2 separate regions of the Mus musculus genome follow, and region 1 is linked to region 2. The links are chromatin contacts, called in public promoter capture Hi-C maps. All regions are on one chromosome and are shown on one strand. Each heading gives the region's core, a stretch centred on a gene start, on an enhancer-like site or on the middle of the called end of the contact. The rest is flanking DNA. Distances are from core to core; before and after follow the strand shown. Region 1 has its middle 21 kb from the start of Aadac. Region 2 holds the start of P2ry14 (purinergic receptor P2Y, G-protein coupled, 14).

Region 1 (4,227 bases), core at 328-2,827, 920 kb before region 2:
TTTTCATTTTCAAGTTCTTTATATAAAAGCCTTATAACCTTTATTATAAAGATCTTGCAAGTAAATAATGACATTAAAACTAACCAGAACCAGTGTGTATAATAAAGTTTTAATACATTTTTTCAAACATAAAAAAATAATAATTGCTTTTCAGATTCTTGTACATGAACCTGTGTTATGTTCCTAAATGGTGGCAGGCAGAGGCACAAGCGCCTAATACTCAAGCTTGTTGGTGGCTGATTTCTTAGTGCTGGAGCAAGACTTAGAGTTGTATGCCCATGAGGATATCCCTCCTCCTATGCCACAATACACTTACTATGTATTTCTGACTTTTCTAGTATGTAAGACCTAAAACTGAAAATTACAGCACTAAAATTTCTGTGAGATCTAAAAGATACCTCTGTATCCAAATCTGGTTACCATTACACAGAGCAAAGGCCAGAGAGGCAACTGAGGGCCCCACACAAATGTACATTTTAGGTTAGGCTTGGCAGTTGGCTATGGTTCAGGTGGGCTAGACCTATGGAAATTCACAAGACTGAACAAGCACACAGGATGTGCAATTAGGCTAATCCTGGAATTTAGATATGCCATGAGTGAGCTAGATACAAGTAATCTCAGTAGGTTGAGCTGGTGCATAAGATAGGTGACTAGGGCCAAGCAGAGTTTGTATTTCAGACTGATATGAAAGATGTACAGTCAGTGCCAATCCTGTATATTGGGAATAGTACATAAAGAGTTTAACAATCTTGGCTGATGTGTAGGATGTGCAGTGTTGGCTGGCTCTGGATGACACATATGGCACAAATAGTCTAGGCTCAGGCAGACTTCTATTTTTATTTGTTTACATTTCACTTGGGATTTAATTACCACACTCTTTACATTGCTGACATTCTTTTTCATGTTCTTTTTAAACTGTTGATTATGTTTATGATTGTACTTTTAAACTCATATCCTGAGGTTTGTCTGGGTAGTTATTCCTGGAGAACATGTCTACAGGACTCAATTGAGGGGCATCATATTGTTTTAGCCATTCACTTTGATTTTGGTTTTGTTGAGTGCTCTGGTCTTGTAGACTTTTTCATTGTGTGTCTGATACAAGATATTATGCCGCTTTGTTGAGTGAAAGTTTGGCTCTGTTTTTGCTATTGCTCAAGCATGGTTGATTTTAGATAAAGTATGAAGAGCTTGTATGTCAGTCCTCCAGAGTTTCCAAATTGAGTTTTTGATTGGAGTGTTGGATGTGATTCTAGCTCAGTGGCAACCAAGAAAGGGCGTGAATGTGAGACTCCTCCCTGGGTCTGCCTGGGCAAGTACACAATACCTGGGTATTGTGTCACAGTTTCTTTAATGAAAACTTTCCATCTCATAGGAAAGCTCATAAAACACAAAATGTTAAAGGGGAGATCAACATTGTATTTTAAGACAGGCTGTTTTCGGGGAGGTAAAACAACAGAATTCCTGAGGTTAAATAAAACATCCCATCCTAAAGAGAAACTCCCTAAGCTTAGGATCTCTCCCTCCCACCCATGAGTAAGCAATAAGGAGTCACTGTGAGAGAAGTCTGAGTTGACTGAGAGCAGTTGAGAGCAGTAGAACAGGTTGGAAGAGGCAAGATTAGCTACTTTTCCTGAAACCCCAGGTCAGCTGAGTTACTTGGAAAGAATGCTTTGCATGCTGGGGTGCCTGTAGGTTTCAGAAAGCTTTAGGTTCCCAACCTTAGTCCACTCACTGTCAACCACACTGGGGTAGGCTCCAGTGATGTAACTGCCCTTGTGGCATTTCTACTTTTGCAAGGAACCTCTCACCTATGTTCCTGTAAGCAGCTCTTAAAAATATTCGTTGGTTCACAAAGGAAGTTGAATTTTATCATGTGTGTACACTGCCTTACCTTTGGTTCCCTATCTGGAGTGAGTAGACATTTGTTTACATCTCCCTAGGAATAGTGTCACATCTGGTCAGAACTAGAAGGGTAAAGAAGTGTTCATCAGGGACCACAGGCAGTCACTTCTCTGGACTACAATCTGCATGGACTACGTTAGGTTTTCTGGGAGTATGAAAACTTTAAAAGAAGATGAGTGTCCAGGTCACTAATTAACCAGGCTGGGGTGGTTAGCATACCCTGAGCTAAGCCTGGGACTATGTATACATTCAATAAATGAAGTAATTTTCTTAGTAGAAAGAATGACAAGATCATCTGAGAGTAGTGGGTAGATAACCAGAGCACATCATAGCTCACCTATATTTGTCTAGTTCTTGTGGTCTTTCTCAAATTAACTGTGATATAAAATATTTCAATTAGTACATTTTTACAGTTTATTACAACAAGCTCTGTTTTAGAAAAACATAATGTGTGTTAGCTCTACCTTTCTTGCAATTCATTTTTCAAGATTTTATTCTAGTACTTATTTTGTATGGAACATAACATAAAGGGTTTTGTTGTTGTTTATTTATTTTAGTTAATATGTTGTTTACTAATATACATGTTTAAAGAATTGATTTGACTAGAATTTCTTCCTATCTTTCCCCTTAAACTTTTGTAATTAAGGAATAGTTAAAATTGGGCGGAAAATTGTTCAGTATAAACCACTTGTTTAGTACTTGCAAGTTCTTGAGTTCAATCTCTAGTACACACACACACACACACACACACACACACACACAGAGAGAGAGAGAGAGAGAGAGAGAGAGAGAGAGAGAGAGAGAGAGAGAGAGAACGCAAATAAACTTCAACATTCCAAGGCAAGTTTTACAGGCAGAGGGATGTAACTAGAAAATATCATCCTGAGTAAAGTAACTCAGACTTGAAAGGACATGCATGGTATATTCTCACTAATAAGTAGATATTAGCCTAAAAACTACAGAACACCTAGACTTTAATCTGCAGAACTCAAGAAGGTTAACAAATAGAAGTGTTCATGTAAGGATGCTTCAGTCCCACTTGGGAGGGGGGAGAAAATAATCATGGGTCCAGAGAGAGGGAGGGACCTAGGTGGGAGTGGTGAGGGGGCAAGAAAAGGAGAGGCGTGATCATGAATGGGGGAGGAATACAGGAGAGAAGCCCTGAGGGCCAGCAGAATGAATGGAAATATGCAACGTGGGGCAGGTGGAGGTGAGGAGACCCTTTAGAAAGTATCAGAGACCAGGGAGGTGAAAGACTCAAAGTACTCAAAGGGAGGGACCTTAGATGCAATGTACAACAATGGAGATAGGGAATTTATAGAGTCCACCTCCAGTTCAAAGACAGGGCTTCAAGTGGAAGGATGGGATTGTCATCCCACAGTCAAAAACTCTGACCCAGAATTGTTCCTGTCTAAGAGACCTTCAGGGACAAAAATGGAGACAAGACTAAGAGAAAGGAGGTCCAGTGAACTGCCCAACTTGGGATCCATCTCCAATGCCCGACACTACTAATGATGCCATGGTGTTCTTATAAACAGAAGCCTAGCATGGCTATCCTCTGAGAGACACAACAAGCATCTGAGACTGATGCAGATACTTACCTCCAACCATTGGGCTGAAGTCAGGACCCCCTGTGGTTGAATTAGGGAAAGGCTGGAAGAAGCTGAGGAGGGACCCTGTAGGAAGACCAGAAGTCTCAAGTAACCTGGGACCGCTGAGATCTTTCAGACACCGAGGCACCAACCAGGCAGCATACAGGAGTTGGTCTGAAGCTCCCAACACATACACAGTATAGGATTGCATGGTCTGGCCTCAGTGGAAGAAGATGCACCTAACCCTCGAGAGACTTGAGGCCCCCAGGAGTGGGGAGGCCTGGTGGTAGGGTTGGGGGGAATGGAGACATCGGGGAGGAAAAATAGGATGAGGAACTGTGGGAGGACAGACCAGGAGCAAGGGCTGGACTGTAACAAAATAAAAGCAATGATAACAACAACAACAACAACAACAGAGTGTAAACTTTAAGACAAAATAATTATTAGAAAAAAAAGGAAAAACTTAAGTTACTAAGTACTCAGAGTTGACAAAATTCTAAACTTACAAAACATTTTGCTGTTTTTGATGCTGTGTTGGTCCACATGACACTCCAAGATTCCCCAGCATTATCAAGGAGAGGTAGGTACACATAGTATGCCTCAAAAACCTCATAGGAGGAACAACAATATGAACTTACAAGTACCCCCAGAGCTCCCTGGAACTAAATCACCAACCAAAGAAAACACATGGTGGGACTCATGGCTCTAGCTGCATATGTAGCAGAGGATGGCC
Region 2 (4,382 bases), core at 1,445-3,944:
GCAGTGCCCGGATGGTAGTGAGGAAATGTCCGCTGGTGGCTCGGGGGAGGCAGATAAGTGGCAGCTCCTTCTTGCTGTTGTGGTGAAGACAGAGTTGCTCTGTATGTTGAGATAAGAGGCAGGGAAACTTCTTCCATAGTGGGTCCAAGATGTGTCTAGAGGTGGTACTTCTACAGAGAGAGGAGATACTCAGAAAAAACTGAAGGCAAGCTTATTAAGAGTCCTGGCATTAGCTCAGTGTTGTTGAAAAGATAAACTTTGTCTCGATGCTTTTTTGTGTTTGCTCGAAGGCTGAGATTAAGCACTTAACTTTTAGGTGATACACTGGGAATGATACCAATCCCACGTATGAATTACTCATTTATAGAATTTCCCATTTAATATTTAAACCACCACTAAGGGGAAGTTACTGTGTGTAAAAGCACTTAAAACTGGATCTTCAGTATTTGTATACTCTCATGGCCTCAGGATGAAAGGGATAAATGACCATGGATCTTTGGAAGCACAAAACTCTCCATAGTGGGTGGGTTCATGGCCTGCACATGAGGCACAATTATCCAGCCTAAAAAGGCAATGTGATTCTGCTACATGCTTCAGCATGTTATGAACCAAAATCATAATATACTAAGTGAAATAAGCCAGCCACCCAAGGGCTAAGTGATGCCACACGTCTAAAGTACCTACTGAAGTCAAATCCACGTGGATAGGAAGCAGGGTGGCAGCTTCCAGAGACAAAGAGATGCTTTTGTAATGGTGTTAGAGTTTCAGTTTTGCAAGATGAACAGATTTCTGAGAATGATGGTGGTCATGGTTTCGTGACAATGAGGTAACACATATGTCACTGAACCATCCCTGAGAAGTGGTCAAGAGACTGAGTGTGGTGGTTTGAACCTGTAATCCCAGCACTGGAGAGGCTGGGGTAAGGTGAGGTGTTCAGACTCTGCTCTGAGAGACACTATTTAAAACCCAAAGGCCAGGTGTGGGGCACACACCTAACTCCATCCACAAGTACAAAGACACAAGGACTACAAGCTCTGAGGCTGCTGAGCTCCTACAGGAAGTCCAGGTGAGCCTGAAACTCACAACAGGGTTATTTCAGAAAAGAAAACAGGTCAAGACAGAACATTTGTGTGCACTTTCACAATTAAAAAACAAATGCTGCCTTTATATATCTTTTAAAAATAACGAGTAGGCTGAGCAATGGGTAGTGGGGCTGGATTTGTGCAGTTTCCATGAAGTCACACAGGAAAATAGATTACAAGGTAGAAGGGAAGTGAAGACAGCACACAGGAACTATTTTCTAATGCATCTGCAAAGGATGCTAGAAGAACAGTTTGATAGTTGCTTAGGAGATACGAGACAGTTTGAGGAACTTTTACTTTTGATTCGGTAAGACAGAGTTGGGCGGGAGGGGAAAATGGTGAGACCAAAAAAAAAAGAGAGAGAAATCTAAGAAAGACCAGAGAAAATGCTCCAGGTCCAGTGCTGGGTGGAAGCATTCAAAGTTGGCTTAAGCACATGGAGGAACCTCGGCATAATGGTACAGAGAGATGGTGTGGTATTGTGTTAATCCAGAGTACAACTGGAGAGCAAAAAAAAAAAAAAAAAAAAAAATCCATGGGAACAATTTGTTAAATACTCAGAAACAGGTCAGTTAGCAAACCAACATGGAAATAGTGCTATCCAAAATCAGACCGGAGTTGTGCTGATAAACTGGAGAAAGGTCGGAAGTCCCTACGCACCACTAAAGGATGGTGCAGACTGGGCACAATTAGCATCCCACAAGGACAGGGCATGTGTGTCCCAAAGAGGGGGCTGGCATCTTTTGAACCACTCTCTGCTCATCTGTTGCTGCATTGCCAGTACAGGGCAAGGCTCCTGTGGACACCCACACAGGTGTGCTTTACTCTCAGATAAATGTTCAGTTTTCCAGAAAAAATAAAGCAAAGGGGAGTGGGGGAACCTTAGCTAGTTAAAACCATGTGAATCAAAACTTTAAAATGAATCCAAACAGAGAACACTGTAGCTATTATTACTACAGCTTCACACAAAAGGTCATGGCTAGACATGGGAACAATCCATCCTCCTGCCGGCTGGGTTCCTCTCCCTCTTCACACACCCCTTCATGCTGTTTACCCTTGATCAGGCCTTGACAATCTGTAACCCTTAGCAAATCTACATCAGCTCCAACTTATATAAGCACAAACTAGAGCCGGCCTCCAAAAGCTGGTGGAAATCTGTACTGCTGGATGCTCAGGAATTTGGCGAGCCATCAACATTTCAGAGGGTACTTTAAATGTTTTGGTTTGAGCCCTAATGCAGCACTTCCCGCTTGTCAACATGAACAGCCCAAGCTAAAAAGCAAAGTACATTTCCCTCAGTACCAGTCAGATGTTATACTAAGTCGCTGAACCAATCTTACCTACAGGGACTGTGGAGGCCAGAAGAATTGGTAAGTAGGAAAATTCCATCCAGTTCAGGGTAGAGTCAAAGACTACAGGTAATCCCAAAGTAAGATGGCTTTCTGCACTTTGAGTCTCCGAAATTGTTCCTATGTGATGAATGGAACACTGGATTTATAGGTGAGACTGGACTTTCCCTACGTTCAGCAAGGTAATGAAGCATGATTTTCTTCTGTGGGCTCACGGACTAGGAATTGGGAGTTCCTCTTTTAAGCAAGCTCTCAGGCTGATGCAGAATAGCAGTGTGCAGTAGCAGAGATGGGGTTAAAAGGAGTTATCTGATCCTGTGAAGGGGACAAGTGCAGCTGGGTTATGACGCAACCCTCGGAGCAAAGGCAGCTCAATAACTAAAATGCTTAGGAAAGAAAACAAATACAGAGCATGAAGGCCGCCACCCCAGCAGAGCTGAAGCCAGACGTGAAGGAGTTCATGTAAGGGAGTCCCTGCTGTCCTCCAGACACACTGATGCCTGGGCTACGGATGGGGACGGGGACGCAATGGTAAGTCACACTCTAATTTCAAAAGAGAGAAAGAGGAATCAGAGTGGCCTCCTGGTGCTTGTGTCTTAGGGTTTATATTTTCATTTCCTTGATCCTTAAGTTCTGATTTCTTCCTCTAAGGCTTAAAAAAAAATACGTAAAGAGTGGTTTTAGTTTCAATTCACGAGTGGCGAGGATGAAGAAGATACTTACAAAGTTCCATCTATAGTCTACTTTTCTGTAAATTGTAAAGTAACTTAAATGAAGCCTGACTAACATTTTTGTAACCTAAAATATACTTATGGTAAGCTCTAGTTTATTTATTCAACCACCTAAAGATTGATAGGTTAAAAAAAAAAACCTCATTTGATGGAAAATTTGTAAACTTGCAACTGTAGGGAGAGGTTTTGAGACTCAACCACAGCGTGCCCTCATGCTGAAGGAAGTTTAAAAGAAGTAAATTCAGTATTTACTATATCCTGACAACTTTAAAATATTAGCTAATCACAAGAAATTGTTATGGGTTGGGGTATAAAATACCTATGACCACTCTTCCTAAAAATAAAGAAGACCCTTCTCTGCCTTTAGCTCATGTCATGTGCACAAGAGCCAAGAGACACTGTGACAGCATGTCATGATTTTATATGACAGGGAGGATTTCTAGTTAACAGGTCCATGCACTGAGCTCATAGGTTACTGTCCTCCACCTTTAAGACTTGGAACACATGCTGTCAGATCGTCAGGTCACTGGGTGTTCCGAATAGGCAGGGGACACTGGAAAAAAAAATCTCTGTATGTCTCTGTCTTACCAATCTGAAACTGAGTTTAGCAAGTTTCAGAGTCAAGGTGACTTGTCTAATTAAAGGGCAAGACTAGTACTCAGAGAAACCATCCGGCTCCCAATCTATTTCCTTGTCTCTAGCATACAATGACTATGACTAATAAAAAATGTAATTTATGCATGAATAGGAGAGAAATGCAAGACTGTGCAGAACTGGCTAGCCCTTTAGCTGGATGTTTACATAATAAGGGCAGTAATCGAGTTATAGAAAATAGTTAATATTATTGGAGTCCCAAAAAGGGGGGGGGGGGCGAAGCAAGCTTGCAGATAGACAGCTAAATCTTGATATGCTGAGATCCTGAATAACATTATTTGTTTGGGTTTTTAACTTTTTAACCCGCTTCACCTCTGTCCTAGTACCTATTTAAGCAAATAGATATCAACAATTAAAAAAAAAAAAAACCCCTAAGGCTTATATATCTTGCCCATAGCAGCTGTTCAATAAAAATTTACTTCTTTTCCCATCCTCTGCACTAGTAACTCAGTAAATGAGAGGCAGTACTGCCAGAGCGAAATCAGCACAAAATTACTCAACCTGTAATCCAAAACTGAGAAAGTTACAGTCATATGTGAGACTCAGGAGAAAGGACACCTTATGTA

Evidence for each region. Promoter capture Hi-C pulls out the DNA fragments that hold promoters and counts their contacts.
Region 1: a contact with region 2 is called in a promoter capture Hi-C map of cranial neural crest. The contact joins the enhancer-like site here to the promoter of P2ry14 in region 2. A contact is called at or near these places in 11 of 39 promoter capture datasets (the 3T3-L1 cell line, the C10 cell line, the HPC-7 cell line and 8 more), 2 of 15 datasets of contacts at CTCF or cohesin (large pre-B cells and pro-B cells), 21 of 484 Hi-C or Micro-C datasets (B cells, the C10 cell line, the G1E-ER4 cell line and 14 more), 6 of 115 datasets of contacts at active chromatin or transcription factors (astrocytes, embryonic stem cells, epiblast stem cells and 3 more) and 1 of 9 other capture datasets (macrophages).

What each region holds. Positions count from the first base shown.
Region 1 is chr3:60,051,116-60,055,342 of GRCm38.p6, reverse strand. No RefSeq gene overlaps it. Among named protein-coding and RNA genes, the nearest start is that of Aadac, 21 kb to the right of the region's middle. Within about 2 kb of position 1,577, at least 16 of the 459 cell types and tissues checked have an H3K27ac peak or open chromatin away from gene starts, as enhancers often do.
Region 2 is chr3:59,129,074-59,133,455 of GRCm38.p6, reverse strand. It overlaps P2ry14 (purinergic receptor P2Y, G-protein coupled, 14), which reads left to right and starts at 2,694. Exons shown (of 2, transcript NM_001287124.1): 1 at 2,694-2,962. The coding sequence starts at 2,960. All of the region lies in intron 15 of Med12l (mediator complex subunit 12-like), which reads right to left.